Linked DNA regions of Sus scrofa: region 2 is linked to region 1. Evidence: chromatin contacts called from public HiChIP or PLAC-seq data. All regions are on one chromosome and are shown on one strand. Each heading gives the region's core, a stretch centred on a gene start, on an enhancer-like site or on the middle of the called end of the contact. The rest is flanking DNA. Distances are from core to core; before and after follow the strand shown. Region 1 overlaps LOC110261941 (a long non-coding RNA gene). Region 2 overlaps SMAD3 (SMAD family member 3).

The links. HiChIP or PLAC-seq counts read pairs in DNA pulled down with a chosen protein or histone mark.
Region 2: a contact with region 1 is called in an H3K27ac HiChIP or PLAC-seq map of skeletal muscle. The contact joins two enhancer-like sites. A contact is called at or near these places in 1 of 47 Hi-C or Micro-C datasets (skeletal muscle) and 2 of 2 datasets of contacts at active chromatin or transcription factors (alveolar macrophages and skeletal muscle).

The regions. Positions count from the first base shown.
Region 1 is chr1:164,962,140-164,967,719 of Sscrofa11.1, forward strand. It overlaps LOC110261941 (a long non-coding RNA gene), which reads right to left. Exons shown (of 3, transcript XR_002346356.1): 2 at 5,062-5,173; 3 at 1-2,145. Among named protein-coding and RNA genes, the nearest start is that of SMAD3, 34 kb to the right of the region's middle. Within about 2 kb of position 1,817, at least 42 of the 83 cell types and tissues checked have an H3K27ac peak or open chromatin away from gene starts, as enhancers often do. A contact at or near this core is called in skeletal muscle, where this site is marked.
Region 2 is chr1:165,112,475-165,117,962 of Sscrofa11.1, forward strand. It overlaps SMAD3 (SMAD family member 3), which reads left to right. Exons shown (of 9, transcript NM_214137.1): 7 at 2,041-2,178; 8 at 4,813-4,957. Among named protein-coding and RNA genes, the nearest start is that of AAGAB, 78 kb to the right of the region's middle. Within about 2 kb of position 3,932, at least 29 of the 83 cell types and tissues checked have an H3K27ac peak or open chromatin away from gene starts, as enhancers often do. A contact at or near this core is called in skeletal muscle, where this site is marked.

The sequences.
Region 1 (5,580 bases), core at 567-3,066:
GAACAATCAGCTTTAAAAAGGATCCCCAGAGGAACCCACTCCTGGGACTCTCGCGGTCGCAGGGTCAGCCGGCGTTCTCCCAGCCGGCTGCAGCTCTCAAGTGCTTGCCAGTCAAGTTCAGGGAGGGAGACATAGTCCTACTCCAAACCTGCTCCTCTGTTGGACAGACACACGGGAGGGTGCTGGGCTTGCCACCGCTGCTAGTCGTAAAAAACTGCCTGTTTCTTGCAAACTGACTGTTTCTCCCTTTAGGAAAATGGGCATTTGAAGGAGCTTCTCTCACCCCATTTGATTCTGATGACAGGGGCTAAGTGCCCATTTTCTCACTGGAAAGCCATTAGCATGATGTTCAAAATGCAGCCATCCGCTGCATGATAAATTGATGCTCTGTTTTATCAAACTGAGGTTTCAGAACAGCTGAGAGAGAAGAGGCTACACTTTCCTCTGTGAGATCATGCTTTGAAGATCCCAAGACCTTGGCCTTAGTGGGGTCAGGATGTTAGAAATGGGGTTGGCTCTTTAGACTCTAGGATAACAGGACTAAGCCCTCTTTACTGATTCTATTTGATTCATTCAGAGAATATTGATGGGGCATCTACTCTGTGTCCCCAGGCATTATACAGCCACTGGAGGTACAAGCAGAGAACAAAACAGAAAAAGTCCTCCCTTCATGGAGCTAGTATTTTAGTGGAGGGAGGAGACAAAGTGTCTGGGGAAGAGATGGTACCTTTTAGGAGGTTCTCGGAAGGGCCTCCCTGAGATGCTGATGTTTGAACAAAGACCTGAGAAGTGAGACGGTGCTGTACCAGGGAAAGAGTGCTCCAGGCAAGGCAAACAGCCGTGCAAAGGCCCTGAGGTTGCAGGGAGCCAGGTGTGTTTGGAAAACGGGTACAGCAGGGCAGGGTGGGAGATCAGGTCAGAGGGGCAGTGGGAGGGATGAGGCAGACCATGCAAGCTCCTGGGCCAGGGTGAGCCCTTTGGATTTTTCTCTGACTGAGATGGGGAGCCCTTGGAGAGTGTCAGGCAGGGGAATGACACCACACATTATATGAACCACCCTTAGCTCACTTCTAAGTTATTTGCTTGGCCCCATCTTAAAGGCGAGAAGACTGAGGTTCAGAAGGGTTAAGAGAGTTGCCCATGTGCCCATGGCACGAGCTGCCAAGACTCTAGGCCCGACCCCTCTCCCTTCTAATCCAGGGTTCTTTCCTCTCTTGGGTGTAAACCCCTGCTTCCACCTGAAAGAGTTGGGAGAGGGGCAGACAGGACTGCCTCTTTCTGCATCTGCCTCTGGGTGGATCGGGACCTGCTTCACAGCATCGTTTGAGGGCACATACAGAATGTGCTCTGCAAACGATCAACTATTGCTCATATGGTGATCCTAGCTAGCCATTCTTCCTGACCCATCCCCAGGGCCTGACAGTCCTCCTTTGAACACTGGGTTGAGCCTTGCTGGTAGCCTTTTTTCACCTAGAAAGGTTCCTGTGCCAGCTCCTGTTTCTACCTTTCCCACTCCTCCCATGTGGAGCTACTGGTTTCACCTCCAAGTCCTACCTTGCCTTGGTTCACAGACCAATCAGTGCGTATAAGGAGGCACTTAGACAGCAGGATATTGGGTCACCCTTCCCATTGGGGGGCCCAGCACTGTGCCTGGCACCCACCGAGGACTGCATACCCATTAGTTGACCTGAGCACCAGGCCTGGCCCTCCTGTGTGGCCCACAGCTGCCGGCCCCTGCAGCTGAGTCTACTCTGCTCATCCTGTGAGGGCTGGGGCCTGGCCCAGAGCTGCTCTGGCTCAAGGCCACTGGGTCCTGCCGGAAGTACACAGCAGTCATAACACATCCAGGAAACAGGCTCATGGAAGGAGTGTGAAGGGCACAGCTATGGTTTGGGGTGCTCACGTCCAGTTTTGTTGCCAGCAGGCTTGCAGGGAAGGGGGTGGGGGCAGCAGCTGGTCCAGTGGAGGGAAACCCCTGTGCACCCTGCGAAGACGGTCCACTCTTCTCTGTGGGTCAGCTCCTCATGATATCTTCACCAGAGGATTTTCTTCCCCGTATGGATTTCACAGAAGGTAGACGGACTTGTACTCACAAATGCAGAGTGGCCAGAGTTTTGAAGGCCTTCAGTACCCTTGGGCCATACCCTCAAAGAAAAAGATGGGGAGAAGCAAAATTGGAAGAGAAGAAAGACTGTAAAAGTTAAACAAAACCACCCACAAATAGCCTGGAAGGAAAAAAGACTGTACCATATCATGGCAATTGTGGACAGTTTGGCAGCTGAGCCAGTGATGACTCATTCCTAGACTCTGGTTGCATAATCCTCCCCAGCCCAGGCAGGAGAATGAAACTAGGAAACTAACGCAGTGACATTTAGTAGCAAAAAGGAAGCCCACACAACATTTGTGCAAGGCCATCCAAAAATAGCGGGCTCCTCCATGCTTGGGCTGAAAACTATGCATTTCACTTGAAATGCCTGAGTCGTGGCACATTTTTCCTGGACCACCCACACCATCCAGTTCATTTCAATTTAGCACACATTTATGGCGGGCCTACTGTGTGCCAAGCCTGGTGTCGTGGATTTAGGGCTGGGAAATCCAGGGATGCAGGAGACTGGATGAGGAAAATGTGGGAGGAGGAAGGAATGGGTTTTGGAGCCAGAGAGTGATGGAATCAACCCCCAGCTTGGTCCCGTAGCAGCTCTGAACCTTGCTTTTTCCTTGTCTGTGGCGTGGGAATAGCAATGCCCACCGCATTCAATTAAGTGAAGGTTCAGTGAGTTAAGGTATGTCAGTCCCCAGCATGCTCATTAGCATATATAGTAGGGCTTCACCATATGGCAGCTCCTCTTGCACCCTCTGGAAGGATCCTCAGAGTGCATGCATGTGTGTGTGTGTGTGTGTGTGTGTGTGTGTGTGTGTGTGTGTGTGTGTACTTGGGCATGTGGGCACTGCAAGACCACAAATGCCACTGGAGGGAATTCCCATCATGGCTCAGCAGTAACGAACCCAGCTAGGATCCATGAGGACGTGGGTTCAATCCCTGGCCTACTTGGTGGGTTAAGGATCCAGCATTGTGGTGAGCTGTAGGTCACAGACCCGGCTCAGATCCCATGTTGCTGTGGCTGTGGTGTAGGCCGTCAGCTGTAGCTCCAATTCAGCCCCTTGCCTGGGAACTTCCATATGCCACAGGTGCCGCCCTAAAAAAAAAAAAAAGCCACTGGAAAAGTGTAAAGCCATAAGGGGCCTCAATGAAAGGAACTCTCAAATCTGGTCGGAGTGATTCAGAGAGGAAGAAACCTTTGAAATGAGCTTTGACTCATTTATGCTGAGCTGAATGAACTGCCCAGAATGAACAGTGGCAGTTTTTTTCCCTTCAGTGCTCCCTGGGTGTCCAGCCTGGAGCCAGGCCCTGGATGCAAGGACAAAGGAAACAAATCTATCATCACTTTTTAATAATCATAATGATAAAAATAGAAATAATAATACAGGGAAGCGGATTGGCATAATAGTTGTGGGTGCTGGTTCTGCAGACAGATTCCCTGTGTACAAACCTCGGCCCTTTTGCTTCTAGCTGTGTGGCTGTAGCACATCGTCTCACCTGTCTCTGCCTTAGTTTCCCTTTCTATAAAATGGGGGTGGCAAATGGCAACTTCCTTGTATGGTTGTAAAAATTAACTGAAAAACGCTTGTGAAGCACTTAACGTGTGCCTAGTGCATAACACGATGTTGGTATATAAGTCCTGCCACCTTCATCGCTATCACTGTCACCCTTATCACCGTCACACATCCCAGAAGAGAGGGTGGTACACAGCCCTCCAGAAGCAGGGGAGAACTTGGTGGGGGCGGGGGATGGGGGGTGGGCAGGGAAGGCCAGAGAAAGGAAGTGAGTTTTGAAGGACATGCAGGAGTTTGCCAGGGGGATTCTGGAAGGAAGAAGTATTCCAGGCAGAGGATGATAGGAGAAAAAAGCATGAATGTGCGAGAGATAAATGTTCAGGCAACAGGAAACAGGAAACGACTTAGGCAGAAAGCCCGGCTTAGGGGATGACCTGAACAGGGAGAAGGAGAGCAGGCGGGAAGGGAGTGAAAAGCCTTCCTTTCCTGGCGCAGGTCAGGCAGTCAGGAAGCTCGGGGCCTGGATGGGAGCACTGGCTCTCCCTTAGAGCCCTTTGGCTTCTTTCCAGGAGATGTCAGATGCAGGCTCACAGAGAAGGCAGCCATGGTAACTGTCCCATTTTTATTGAAAATACTATCCCTTATCTTGCTCAGAGCTCTTTGCAAAAGGAAACCTCAAGACACATTAATCTTAGAATTTAGGAGTTCCTGCTGTGGCACATTGGGATTGTCAGTGTCTCTGGATCAATCCCTGGCCCAGCACAGTTGGTTAAGGCTCCAGCGTTGCCACAGATGTGGTGTAGATCACAACTGAGGCTCAGGTCTGATCCCTGGCATGGGAGCTTCCACATGCCACAGAGTGGCCAAACAAGAAAAAAAGGAAGAAGAGAGAGGGAGAGTAAGAGAGAGAAAGAGAGGGAGGGAAGAAAGGAAGGAAGGAAGGAAAGAATGAATGAATGAATTCAGCCAGGAAAAAGTATTGGTCAAAGTGATTTCTAACTTTCATTGGAAGTTTCCAATGTGTAAGGCTCTGAGTGCTTCACACACATTAGTTCATTTAATTCTCACCACAACCATATGAAGTTGGCACTGCTATTTTTCCTGTTTTATAAGTAGAGGAATGAATCAAAAAGAGGTTAACTCATTTGCCAAAGCAACACTGCTATTTAAATATCAGAGCCAGGACTCAAATCATGGGAGCCAGGCTCCAGAGCACATGTGCTCTTCATTCCTTTGTAACATGGAAACCTCTTTTCCTTTTCTGTGTTTCTCTTTTTGCCTTGGCTACCAGGAGCCTCAGCTAAGTCTTGTGATAGAGTGTAGTATCTTCCTTTAGCCCAGTTTTCTGGCATATTTTTTTTTTTCCTTGAAGACCCTCTAGTCTCCAGATTCAAGCAACCAACCCAGATTTTCTTCCCATTATATTCCTCTTTGTCATTTGCACACCTGCTTCTCTGGACTTCTCACTTTTTCCAGACTCGCTTTGCATTGTCATCCCTTCATGCCTTTGTTCGTGCCAGTCTTCCTACCTGGGACGACTTTCTTTCTCTTTTTATTTCTATTTGAAAGACAAGGACATTTCTTAATTTGGTGAGGGGAAAAATGTAAGTTACAAAACTATACATATTGACATACAGTAAGTTCCCATCTTTAGTAAATAACCATCAAAACATATATATGAAAACAACCCCAGAGAGTTATGCATTAAAATCACATTATTTAGGAGTTCCTGCTGTGGCATAATGGGATCATTGGCATCTCTGCAGCACCGGGATGCAGGTTCAATCCCTGGCCCAGCACAGTGAGTTAAAGGATCTGGTGTTACTGCAGCTACAGTGTAGGTTGCAACTGTGGTAGGGATCTGATACCTGGCCTGGGAACTCTATATGCCTTGAGGTCACAAAAAATGAAAATAAAAATAGTGACATCATTTATATCGGAATGGTGGAATAACAAATTATTTTG
Region 2 (5,488 bases), core at 2,682-5,181, 150 kb after region 1:
AAAAAAAAAAAAAAAAAGAAATACCCTTAAAGTACTGATAAGTGGGTAAGTAGATAGTCCTGGAAAGATGATCTTTGGTTTGTTCATTTCACACAGGATTATCCTAGGAACTTAGAAGAGGTAGAGAGGCAAGTATTGCCCACTGCTGGGTACCACTGCTGCTGCCACTCTGTCTTCCAGCACCCAGCGTGCGGTAAAGCCCACTTAGTTTAGGGAAGATTGAAGCCTTGCTGTGTTGCTTTATTTGCTCATAAAATCATGCTAAGAGTATTCCCAATGTTGTGATCCAGAGTCACCTACAAGAGCCATGGGGATGGTATGGAGATGGTTGGTATTCTGAAACATTGCTCCATGTGCCCAGGGTGGCCAAAGGGGCTCCAGGGCAAACTCGGGAGCCAGGTAGGGCAGTGGGCCACATGACCCAGAGCAGCCCTGCTCTTGTTTGTATTATATCTTGGGCCTTCAGAGATGATTCATTCGGAGAGAGGATTTTACAGTTAAGACAAGTTTGGAAGCCACAGGCCTGGGCCAGGGTGCTCATGTTCCAGGGAAGACCCTGACGGACAGGCAGGGAAGGGCAGAGGCCACACAGCAAGTGTGACACAGTCAGTGGCAAAGAGTCCCTGCTGCTGAGCCTTCATCCTTCCCAGACAGCCTCCCCATTTGTTTTACTTTTTAAAAGATCCTAGATGGCATACACAGGTGTTTACTCACTCACTTTACACTTTTCTCTATTTAAAATATGTCAGAAATTATCAAAACGAGAACAAATGTTTTTGTCCTTTGGGTCTGGGTCTTTCCACCTGTGCCTCTGCCTCCTGATCATTTTTTTGGGAGGGGGCGCACCCATGGCATATGGAAGTTCCCAGGCTAGGAGTCAAATCAGAGCTGTAGCCACTGGCCTGTCACCACAGCCATGCCAGATGTGAGCCGCATCTGACCTACACCACAGCTCACGGCAACACCAGATCCTTAGCTCACTGAGCGAGGCCAGTGATGGAACCTGCGTCATGGATACCAGTCAGATTCGTTTCCGCTGAGCCACGACGGGAACTCCTCTGCCTCCTACTCTTGACTGACATAACGCTGGGGCCCTCCCTGTGGCCCCCAACTCTGCCAGCACCCGGTGTCTGTGAGACGCCAAGTCCTATAACACTGAACCAGGAAGAACTGGGGAGTGGTGGTGATGAGGACAATGGTGGGACGAGGAGGCAGGCCTGTAGTCAGTCCCCTGGTTTCCATCCCATTTGACGTTGCGCCTGTGAAATCTGGCTCCGTTCTCCAGCCCTCCAGGCCTCTCCCCCCAGGAGCGGGAACAGAGACCTTTCCAGGCAGGAGAAGAGAACATCCCCTGGCTGAGCAGAGACTCATTGTCAGAGGGTTTATGTAACCACTTGAATTGCAGAGCCAATTTAAAAATAATTCCTGTCCATCTGGAGTGGATTTAAGAGATGAAGGGAAAGTAAATGATATAAACCTATGGAATGTTTTAGAAAAATGCTTCCAGGAGAGAAAGGTACGGGGGTGGAGGGGCATTCATTAAGTCATCCCTGCAGTGAGGGGCTCCTGGGGTATCTGCTGCCTCAGGAAGAGCTCTGCAGTGACTCCGTGAATTTCTGAATCTTGGAGCGGGTCGGGACCTAGTAGTAGAAGTAGCAGGAGCAGCAGTTAATGCTTGTCAGGCCCTTACTGAGTGTCTTAACAACAACCCAATGAGGTGTAGGTAGTATCATCCCCATCTTACAGATGAAGAAACTAAGGCTTAGAGGCTGAGTAACTTGGCTGAGGCCCTGGTCAGTGGCAGGAGCTGCTGTTTAGGCTTAGCTGTGCCCTTTGCTCATCACCAGCCTCCCCAGCTTTAGGAACCCAGCATCACCCATCACTTTTGATGGGTTTAGGCTTGGGCTCTGGTCCCATTTGCCTGGTGATACCAGCAAAGAACCAGTCACCTGGAGCATTGGCTGTAGCTCTCTTCAGCTGGTGCCAGGGCCACTGTGTGAGGACCAAAGGCCTGGTCCAGACTGACCTGAGTTTCTCTAGGGCGAGGCGTGCGGCTGTACTACATTGGAGGGGAGGTCTTCGCAGAGTGCCTCAGTGACAGCGCCATCTTTGTCCAGTCACCCAACTGTAACCAGCGCTATGGCTGGCACCCAGCCACCGTCTGCAAGATCCCACCAGGTAACACCACCTACACACCTACCCCTTCCCTGAGGTCCTCTCCTCCAAGGCACATGCCTCGGATGCAGGGGAGGTTTCTTCTTACCATTTCTCCTCAGTGGTGTTTGCATGGCCAATCTGGAGGTGCTTCGCTTGATTTTTCTCTGTGGCTTGCTCTCTCACTCTGAGCTTCCTGAACCTCTGAGGAGCAGATGCAGCATCTGACAGATCTGCCTCTCACCTGTGGGTACCTGCTCATTGCCTGTGTGCAGAGATGCTCAGGTGGTGTGCTGGCTAGCTTCCCTCTTTCCTTCCGCCATTCCAGATGCGGAGCTGGAGGGGAGCAGGAAGCCCTGCTGCTATCCCCACAGACCTTACCCATCATCTCAGTGTACAAGGCAAAGATACAAGTGGGTTTAATACAAGGGAGGGTGCTAAGCACCAAGTAGGCAGCACAGGTAAGGTGCTCTTGGATCTAAGGGGGAAAACACATTGAATTATTAGGATGGATCAAGGAAGCTTCTTGGAGGAGAAGAGCTTGGGCTGGGAAGGATGGGTAAGTATTAGATGCACAGAGGGATGGGGTGGGGACCGTGAGGGCATTCAGGCAGAGGGAACATTATGGGCAAAGGCCCAGCGGTGATGGAGGGCAGGGCACGTGTGGGCAGCGCTCTGGCTGCAGCAGAGGCCCTGTAAGAGACAGTCAGGGATCATGTTTTGAAAGTTTGATGGAACCAAGCCATGGAAAGATGTGAGAAAGTTTTGTTTTTATTTGGGGGCCCTGTTGAGGGTTTTCTGAGTCGGGCTGTGAATCCCACTTGTACTCCAAGAGGAGTCAGGCTCACCCCAGACGGTGGCTTGAACAGGGCCAGGTCTGGGTAGAGGACCAGGCAGGAGGTGATCTTATCCAAATCCTTTTCACAGCAAAAGCGGAGGCAGAAAGCCCCCGCGAAACCCACTTTTCCCAGGGCGGGCAGCCGCAGAGCATGCAGTGTGCCTGACTGGGAGAGTGTGTAGCTTAGGTCGTTGCCTGTGGGGGTGTGTGTGTGTGTGTGTGATGTCTTCCTGCCTGCTAAGTAGCAGGTGATGCTGGAGAGCAGTGGGCCACTGGCAGGGTCAGCTTAAGAAGGAAGAGTCTGGGAGTTCTTGATATGGCTCAGGGGTTAAAGGCCTGACGTCTCTATGTGGATGTGGTTCAATCCCTAGCCTCAATCAGTGGGCTAAGGATCTGGGGTTGCTGTGAGCTGCAGTTTGGGTCACAGGTGCAGCTCAGATCTGGTGTGGCTGTGGCTGTGGCCTGTAGCTCCCATTTGACCCTGGCACAGAGGGAACTTCCATATGCCATAGGTGCCTTTAAGAAGACAAAAACAAAAAAAAAAGAAGAATGCAGAGTCTGAGTTGCCTAGCGATGCTGTTTCCGGGATGTCACATGGTTGTGTTTACAGAGCACATGTCTATCTCGGGTCTCACTTAGTTCCCTCCAGTAACCCTAGCTCTACAGGGGGAGGCATGTTGAAGAGACAAGTTCAGAGAGGTTAAGCCACCTTCTAAGGACACACAGCCAGTAAGTGGCTGAGCCAGGATGAGCCTATCGCTGTGTGCTTCTTGCTGCTTGCTTGGCAGGGGGCTGGAGCCCACCTTTGACCCTGCTTCACCCCGCTTCCCCTCAGAGAAAAACGAGAAGAGGAAGCCAGGCTGCGTTCTTGACTTTGTGCCCATCCCTTCACCCCGCCCTCCTTGTCTCTGGTGAGGGCAAAGCTGGCTGTGGTGGTGGTTGTTAGCTCATGGAATGTCAGAGCTGGGGGCCTTTGAGGCCAGTCTCTCCTTTACAAGGGAGACACAGGGCTTAGAAGAGAAAGTGACCAGCCCAGAGTCACACAGCAAGCCGAGGGGCCCAGGGTGGCCCATTAGCAAGTGTCACCTCAGCTCACCTTTTGGGCATTTCCAGCATGTGCTTTTTGTCTTTTATTTTTCCGGTTGACACATTCCTGGCACAGAGGCGGCAGGACTTCAAACAAAAGATTTATTATAAACTTCATGTGTGCCTGTCTCTAGTTTTCCTGCCTGGGGAGTTAGGCATACACCTTGGCTTTGCTGCGAATGTCACCTTGACCCAGTCTTGTGCCCACAAGGCCAAATGTGGCCCAGACCTCTTTTTCCCTCCCGGCCCCGGCAGAGGTGGCTTCCTCAGTGAGGCTGGGGTGGAGGGCAGCCAGGGACCCTCTGCAGAGCTTCCTGTGGGCACGGCCTGCCTCCGGCACTCCCGCCATGCAAGAGCAGGGGCTGCTGTTGCCCAGGCTGTCCGCCACACCCCACACCACCATGGACCTTCTGTTCTCTCTGTTCCCTGGAGTCTTGCCTTGGCCCCTTTGCCCAGGGCAGGGCCACCTCTCCCCGCCCATCTCCCTTGTTCCTGGGCCCACCTTGCTAACTTCCTCAGCATTCCCACTCTGGGGCTCGGAGCCTACAGGCCAGTGTTTAACTCCCCCCTCACCCATGTCAGCTGCGTCCGCTTCAGGGCGGTGATGGCTTCAAGGGCAGGGAGTGGGAACACTCGTCCAGGTGAATGGGGGGGGCACCTTCAGCCCGGGGAGGGAGGAGCTCCAGACAGGGGTATTCTCCATGCCCACAATCACTGTTTTGTTCTGTTGGCAGGATGCAACCTGAAGATCTTCAACAACCAGGAGTTTGCCGCCCTCCTGGCTCAGTCTGTCAACCAGGGCTTTGAGGCCGTGTACCAGCTGACACGGATGTGCACCATCCGCATGAGCTTCGTCAAGGGCTGGGGCGCCGAGTACAGGTCAGGGTTGGGGCACCTGGACAGCGGAGTGGGGGCTTCCCAGAAATGAGCTAGCCTGGCCCTCACCCTGAATAGCAGAGGGGCCAGGGATCAGTGGGCAGCTGAGCCCCACTGGGTGAGGAAGGGCTGAGCAGTGCTCGCCTAGCACTTGACTTTCTCAGGCGCTGGATGCACACAGTCCCATTTCAGCCTCACTACAACCTTGGGCAGGGACATGGGCATGGTCCCCTTCGTACAGATGAGGGAACCAAGGTCCAGGGAGGGCAAGCCACTTGCCTGAAGTCACATCATTTGTAGAAAAACTGAGCCTAGAACTGTGCCCCCTTGGTGTCTTTCTCCTAGTTGGCTTTGGGCAGCTGCTTGTACAATGACCCTCCCCGGGAAGTTGGGTCTTCATCCTGGAGTTCCTTCCCTCCTCTGTGGCTCCATCTCTGACCGGAGCGACCCTCAGGACCTAGGATATTAAAACTGAGAAGCAGGGAGGGGACGAGGAGATTTGATAGTCCTACAGGAAGATATCTTACTTGCTCA